Linked DNA regions of Danio rerio: region 1 is linked to region 2. Evidence: chromatin contacts called from public HiChIP or PLAC-seq data. All regions are on one chromosome and are shown on one strand. Each heading gives the region's core, a stretch centred on a gene start, on an enhancer-like site or on the middle of the called end of the contact. The rest is flanking DNA. Distances are from core to core; before and after follow the strand shown. Region 1 holds the start of dym (dymeclin). Region 2 holds the start of ctif (CBP80/20-dependent translation initiation factor).

What was found. HiChIP or PLAC-seq counts read pairs in DNA pulled down with a chosen protein or histone mark.
Region 1: a contact with region 2 is called in an H3K4me3 HiChIP or PLAC-seq map of embryo, with 7 times the contacts expected there. The contact joins the promoter of dym here to the promoter of ctif in region 2.

What each region holds. Positions count from the first base shown.
Region 1 is chr21:4,397,194-4,400,620 of GRCz12tu, forward strand. dym (dymeclin) reads right to left here and starts at 1,701. Exons shown (of 18, transcript XR_012397079.1): 1 at 1,502-1,701.
Region 2 is chr21:3,963,599-3,967,243 of GRCz12tu, forward strand. ctif (CBP80/20-dependent translation initiation factor) reads left to right here and starts at 2,096. Exons shown (of 13, transcript XM_073935696.1): 1 at 2,096-2,251.

The DNA.
Region 1 (3,427 bases), core at 451-2,950, 430 kb after region 2:
AGAGAAGACAACTAACCTACATTCAAGTTAGGGCTGCACAATATATAATTTCAGCATCGAGATCGCAACGTTTGCATCCGCAATAGTCACATCGCAGGATATGCAATGTTGGCATTACAATTTAATATAAAGTTTATTCATAATGGAGTAAAAGTTTATCATCTGCAAGCATTTTTAAAGAGATAGTTCACCCAAAAATTACTAACCATTTTCATTACACCCTTCATTTGTTTCAAACATTCTTTTTTTTTTTTTTATGAACACAAAAAGAATATAATTTACTAACTCCTACACTATCTAAACAAGTGAAGTGTGAGTAAATAAAGAGTACATTTTAATCTTTGTGTAAACTGTCCCTTTCAGGCCTGTAACTGTGTACACTTCAATATTTCAGAGTTTAAAACATTCGCCCACAAGAAATGTTTAGTAACTTTAATAAAGATTAAACAAAATATACAGTGAAGACTATGCAGTGTTGATTATTCAATATCTGTACCTGAGGAGTGAATAACTAAAAACTATAATTCACTTTTATCTTTACTATATTTTATTTGATCTATCCTTGTCATTAATGTGTATATATTATTCCAGATTCACTCCTCTACAAAATCCAAACATTTTCCAAAACATTTTTGTTTTATTAGTTTTTCCAAAACTTTTCCAGGCCTGGTAAATGCTTTTTCATAAATGTATGACTTTTCCAGCACCTTGTGAACCCTGAATACGAGTCTTCTCATCTTTGACACATAAACATACATCCATGCAAATATTATATGCAAATATGATCTCTTGTTTCTTGTTTAATTTTTAGTAAACGTCCTATGAAAAAGGCTTCTCATTTCATTATTAGGTTAGATACTGTGTAAATACTAATACTAATTACTGATTAGTAATATACTAATTATTTCAATATTCAATGCAATGCAATTATCTACATTACAGGTGATTTTAGGTAATTTTAGGTAAATACAGCAACTAATGAACGACTTACAATATACAGGTAAATGATTTACATATTCAAATTCTGATAATCTTCCAATGTTTAGACTGTATTTCTGTTGTACAGAGAGTAATGTAAACACTGCAATAGCCATTATTACTGAACTATCCAAACAACAGCAGTCTAATCAACACAGACTACATATGATTTAACACGCTGTAATTAAGACTGCTCAATAATGTACAATTCAAAACTTCCTGTAAGTATTTAATTCATTTACTTTGACACATTTAGCTTTCCTCTGTTGTCTTTCTGTCAAATAACACTCTTCACGGCTTTTACGCTCAACGCAGACGAAAATACCAGAATGTGGTTAAATATTCATTTTATATGGCTACATCTTGGTGCTTCACTGTTTATGTATAAGTTAATAAGTGTCCAGGGAGCAGAAACACACTTAGCAAAAATTAGCCTGCAGACTCTAGTGAATGGAGAAACCCATTATAAACGCGTTAGCTTACATGCTAACATGCTAGTAGGCTAGCGGCAAGATTAACTTACCTGTTAAATTTCAGAGCTGACAGCGCCTTAGAAAAGCCCCTCTCGTTCCGTAACACAGGCTCCTTTGTATCTTCGGACTAGTACGAGTAAATGAGTTGTATGTAGTGATGTTAAATATCCAGTAAAGTGTGTTTAACAGTGTAAGTTGCTGTGCTGTATACGTCTCCACGTCGCCAATGACGCTCGTGACATCCCACCTCGCCGAGCACGCGCAGAAGAATGAGCCAATCACATGGAAAACCCGCCTCTTGAATATTAATGATTATGCTAAAGTGAGAAGGTAGGTGCAAACTTATTAATATTCAATAACTTGACGTTTCAAGTTTATAAATACGCTTCTGGGAAATATTTATAACTTATTGAGGTCTGCTGAAAATACGTAAGAAATATTAAAATGTATTAAATCTTCAAATAATTAACAAAAAAAGACATATATAATATAATATAATATAATATAATATAATATAATATAATATAATATAATATAATATAATATAAAACTGTTCACTGTGTAAAACATATGCTGGATAAGTTGGCGGTTCACTCCACTGTGGTGACCCCCTTAATAGAGGGGCCAACCCAAATAGAAAATATAGAAAATGAATGAATGAATGAATAATACAATACAATATAGCGTGACACGGTGGCTCAGGGGTTAGCACTGTTGCCGCACAGCAAGAAGGTCGCTGGTTCGAGTCCCGACTGGGTAAGCATTTCTGTGTAGAGTTTGCATGTTCTCCCCGTGTTGGCGTGGGTTTCCTCCGGGTGCTCTGTTTTTCCAAACACATGCACTATAGGGAAATTTGGGTAAGCTAAATAGGTCGTGTGAGTGTTTATGGTGTTTATTGGCGGTTGATTCCGCTGTGGAATAAAGAGAGAGAACTAAGCCTAAGGAAAATGAATGAATAACATAGCCTAATATAATATAATATTTATTCATTCATTCATTCATTTTTATTTTCGGCTTAGTCGCTTTATTAATTAAGGAAACTTCCAATTATACGATGCATATAGGATATTGCATATTTTTGTTCACTGCAGTTTATTTGTGTAGTTGCGATCTGTTTGGTCCATGCTCTTTCTGAAGGTTTTGTTTTATTCCACTAGGTGGCAGTAAAGTATTTTGTATTTTGTTTTGAACAAAATGATACCGTCACTATGACAAGGTAATATTATTAGCGTCATTATTGTTGTTGGATAGATATATACATTTCAATTAAAAATTACTAAATAAAAACGTCAGCAATTACCATAAATCATGTTTTGTTTTTCCCGTTATTGTACTCTTTAATTCCCCGAATAAGGGATCAGAAAACCACTGAAATGGAGTCATCTACTTCTGCAAATGAACTCTTCATATATTTTGATCATTCTTCATCACCTAATTTAGATCAGCAGTTATGGCTGCACAATGTTAACTTTCAGCATGCACATGTAACATTTTCAGTCATGAACTGTCACCAAAGAAAAGAAATGAGATGTTAGAAACAAGTTATTAAAACTGTTATGCTGTAAAATATATCTTCTCTCCGTTAATCCACCCTTTACTAAACTATTTCTTTAAACTTTGAAATGAATGAATAAATTAAACAATTAACTCTTTCAAATTAAAGTACATTTTAACTGTGACCAAATTAAAGTTGTAGATTGTTAATAAGACAAGCTTATAAATGAATTTTGTGATTTGGGACAGCTGAACAGCATTTTTTTATTTTTGACCATGATTATAGGAAGGTAAAACAGCTTTAACACTTAATAGCTAAACCTATTTAAAGCTAAGAAAACAGATGTTTATATTTTACAAGTAAATAATGTTTCACAAAAACAGATTAGACAGTATTAGACATTTTCTGAACATTACAAAATGACTTCAAAATGAGTTTTATACTTAAGGAATGCTCACAAATGGCTGATTTCTCTCAGATT
Region 2 (3,645 bases), core at 846-3,345:
GCCTGCAGCCATACGGCTGTACACACTGTGCGTACCTACCATGAGAGGGCGGGAATTAATGCCGCTTTATATTTATTTATTTATTTGTGACATAGTTTAAATAGATTATTAAACAGTATAAACTACAGCGGCCTACTTTTCCACTGTCGTGTCAAATCGTTCTGAGAACACTTATGGTATGGTTACGGTTGTTTCTCCACTGAGGACTCCGGGAGAGAACTTAACCAACAGCTATGCACTGCTGAAAGACTTTTTTTTCTGCTGTGCATCGAATAAAAACACGCTTAACATTATTGATGTTCACAATCCTATAGCTACATACTATATCCACGAAACACTAACTTGCAGACTCTTTGAACAACGAGGAAATAACTGCACCTCAGTCAAGCCAGACGTCTTGTTTTGTAATAATGCCGGCTATACCACCCGAAGGACGGTTAAGGCGTTGAGTTGTCGGCCGTCACCAGAGAAAGTCTAATCTTTCATTACTTTATTGGTGTTGTGTTTGAAAGCACTGTAGCTGCCAAGATACTGTTGTATGAGTTAAATCAGGGGTTTTCAAAGTCTAAGACAGTGGGCCTCCCTTTTGACACAACTTATCCATTGGCGCCCCCAACACACACACACACACACACACACACACACACACATATATATATATATATATATATATATATATATATATATATATATATATATATATATATAGTGCACATGCCCTTTTTAGTCCTGGATAGAAAGTGCCCTTCCAAAATGATCAAAAGTGCCCCCGCGACGCGGCACACCCCGGTCCCGCCCTTCAGTAGGCCCGCGACAACACCGCTCTTGAGCACGCGCGCGTCAACACAGCTGATCAGAACCCACGCGACAGACCCCCCCCCCCCCTGTATTGGCAGGCTTGCCAAACAGAAGCGAATTCACAGCTATGGCCTTCTGGGTAAAAAAGGTACTTATTTTTGACGTATTATTTTTTTTTAGCTTTGCTTAATTAAAACGTTTAAATATAATAAAAAATACATATAATAATTAAACTTAATAATTATATTTTCATTATATATTTTTCACGCGCCTCCCCTGACATGCTCTGGCGCCCCCCAGGGGAGGCGCGCCTCACACTTTGAAAACCCCTGAGTTAAATTATAGCCTATATTTGCACCAATAAACAGTTCAAATTAATGAATAAATAAAATAAATATGGATTCTTAAATGTCGGTATAGTTTTTACTAAAAAAAAAGAAAAAATGTTTTATAAAAATAAAATGAGTAATTTTCACGATTCAGTTAAATATAATTTGGACATGTATGGGGGCATGTGACATGTTTCTGTGTTTGTTTTTCCTCAGTGATCTTTAATAGCCTACACACTGGGTAGCTACGCAAAATATTTTCTAAAAAGTCAATTTTGTCTATAGCTTTAATTATGAAGACGATAAAATGTTAAAACTAACAAAAATAAAATAATAAAAATGCAAAAATAAAAAGAGCAGAATTTTGCTAAATTATAAAAAAATATTCGTTTTTATTTTACTTGATGCATTCGTTATTTAATGTTTGAATACTGAAAAAACAGCCATCGGAAGGGGGCGGGGCGGGGCTGGATTTGTGCGTACCTTGGAATGAAATCCTGCAGACGCCTCTGTTTACCATTAGACACTGGTTATATTCACACAACTGTGCTTGAACCCCTTATAAAAGTGACTTTTGCTAAATAGGCCCCCTTAAGAAGGATTCTGTTATCATTTACTCCCCCTTTCCTTGTTCTAAAACTTCATGAGTTTCTATAGTCTGATGAACACAAAAGAAGATAGTTTGAAGAAAGCTTCCATCGCATTTGTTTTTCCTACTATGGAAGTTAACGGTTACAGATTTCCAGCAGTTGGAAACACTTGAAGGAGAGTACATTTTAATTTTGGGTCGAACAATCCCTTTAACGAAGGAAAAAATAGGCTACAGCACAGCATATATCCATTCGACATGGCATTCCTTATAAACACCTCGTCTCTTTAAACTCCATTTCCCACAATCCTCGGTTGCCACGTGCGCGTGTCCTGTCAGCAAACCGGACTAAACGTCACATTCCTGCATTCTCATCCCTGCGAGTTGAGTCTGTGTGTATGCGTCTGTGTGTGAGGGACGCAGGCTAATCTCTCCCTCCCGGACGCCTCTCTGTCCGCGGGAAACACTCATGAACGGGCGGATTTAACCCCGCAGGACTCCCGGCGATCCCCGCAGGCCCGACCGCAGATCTCCGGTGAGTACGGGCCGGTTGATAGGGTGTGTTTACTGACTGCGGCCGGATGGACACGCTGAACACTGAACACACTCGTGTGATCCGCAACTTTGTATCTTCTTTTGTTGTTCGATGCGTTCTATCTGTGTGATGTGTCGGCGCTTTGATCAGATGACGCTCTGATTGACAGCTCAGATTCCGTCTGGTTTTTTGTTTCACTGCGGAAAGCAAAATAGGGAACAGACACAATGCTGCTGTGTTTTTGTGGAGAATCCTCTGTGAATGTGTGACTAGTAGTAAGTGGTCTGGGATGCGTTGGTGTTTCTAAATGAATAAATATCCTCTTGATGAGTTAATTGCAGTCTCATGCAGAGCTGTGTTCTTGCTGACCGCTACTGGACACTGTATTACCGGTCTGATATCATATCGATCTCCGCTGGTTGCATCAGACTCGGGCAAGGCCATAAACACACTCGCATACAAACACAGATGTCTGTATGCAGTTATAGAGCTCTGGTCTTCTTCCTCTGCTGCTTCATTGAGCTAAAATTGGTTTTATATGTGCACATTCGTTCATTTTTGAACAGTGACAAATTGTGAGACGGTCGCTATATTGTTTACCACGCTACGTTGGGTATTGGGTAAACTCGCATGTAAGTGTTACTTCGAAAACAACATCAGCACTATTTCATTAATTGAACAAAGTCTTGAGGTAAACTTGGTTTTATATTCAATATTAAGTCTGAAATTGCATCAATTGTGACTTCAAAACAACATTAGCACTAATTCCTTGACTGTGAACAATGTAGTGAGGTAAAGGTAAATTTATATTCGTTTATTAAACTGTCCCTATATTGTTTGCCATCCTACTTTGAATATTCGGTATGGTTTAGCATATAGATATGACTTCAAAACAACATTAATTTAAATGACTGTGATCAATGTATTGAGGTAAAGTTAGTTTTATGTTTGATATTGAGTCTGAAATTGCATCAAATGTGATTTCAAAACAACATTAGCACTATTTAACTGACTGTGAACGGTGTATCGAGGTAAAGTTAGTTTTATATTCGTTCATTTAACAATCCCTATATTGTTTTCCATGCTACTTTGAATATTGAGTCTGAAGTAGCATGTAGGTGTGACTTCAAAACAACATTAGCACTATTTAATTGGCTGTGAACAATGTATTGAGGTAAAGGTGGTTTTATATTTGTTTATTTAACTGTCCCTATATTGTTTGCCATCCTACTTTGAATATTCGGTAAGAATTAGCATGTAGACATGACTTCAAAACAACATTCATTTAAATGACTGTGATCTATGTATTGAGGTAAAGTTAGTTTTATGTTCGATATTGAGTCTGAAATTGCATCAAATGTGACTTCAAAACAACATTAGCACAATTTCCTTGA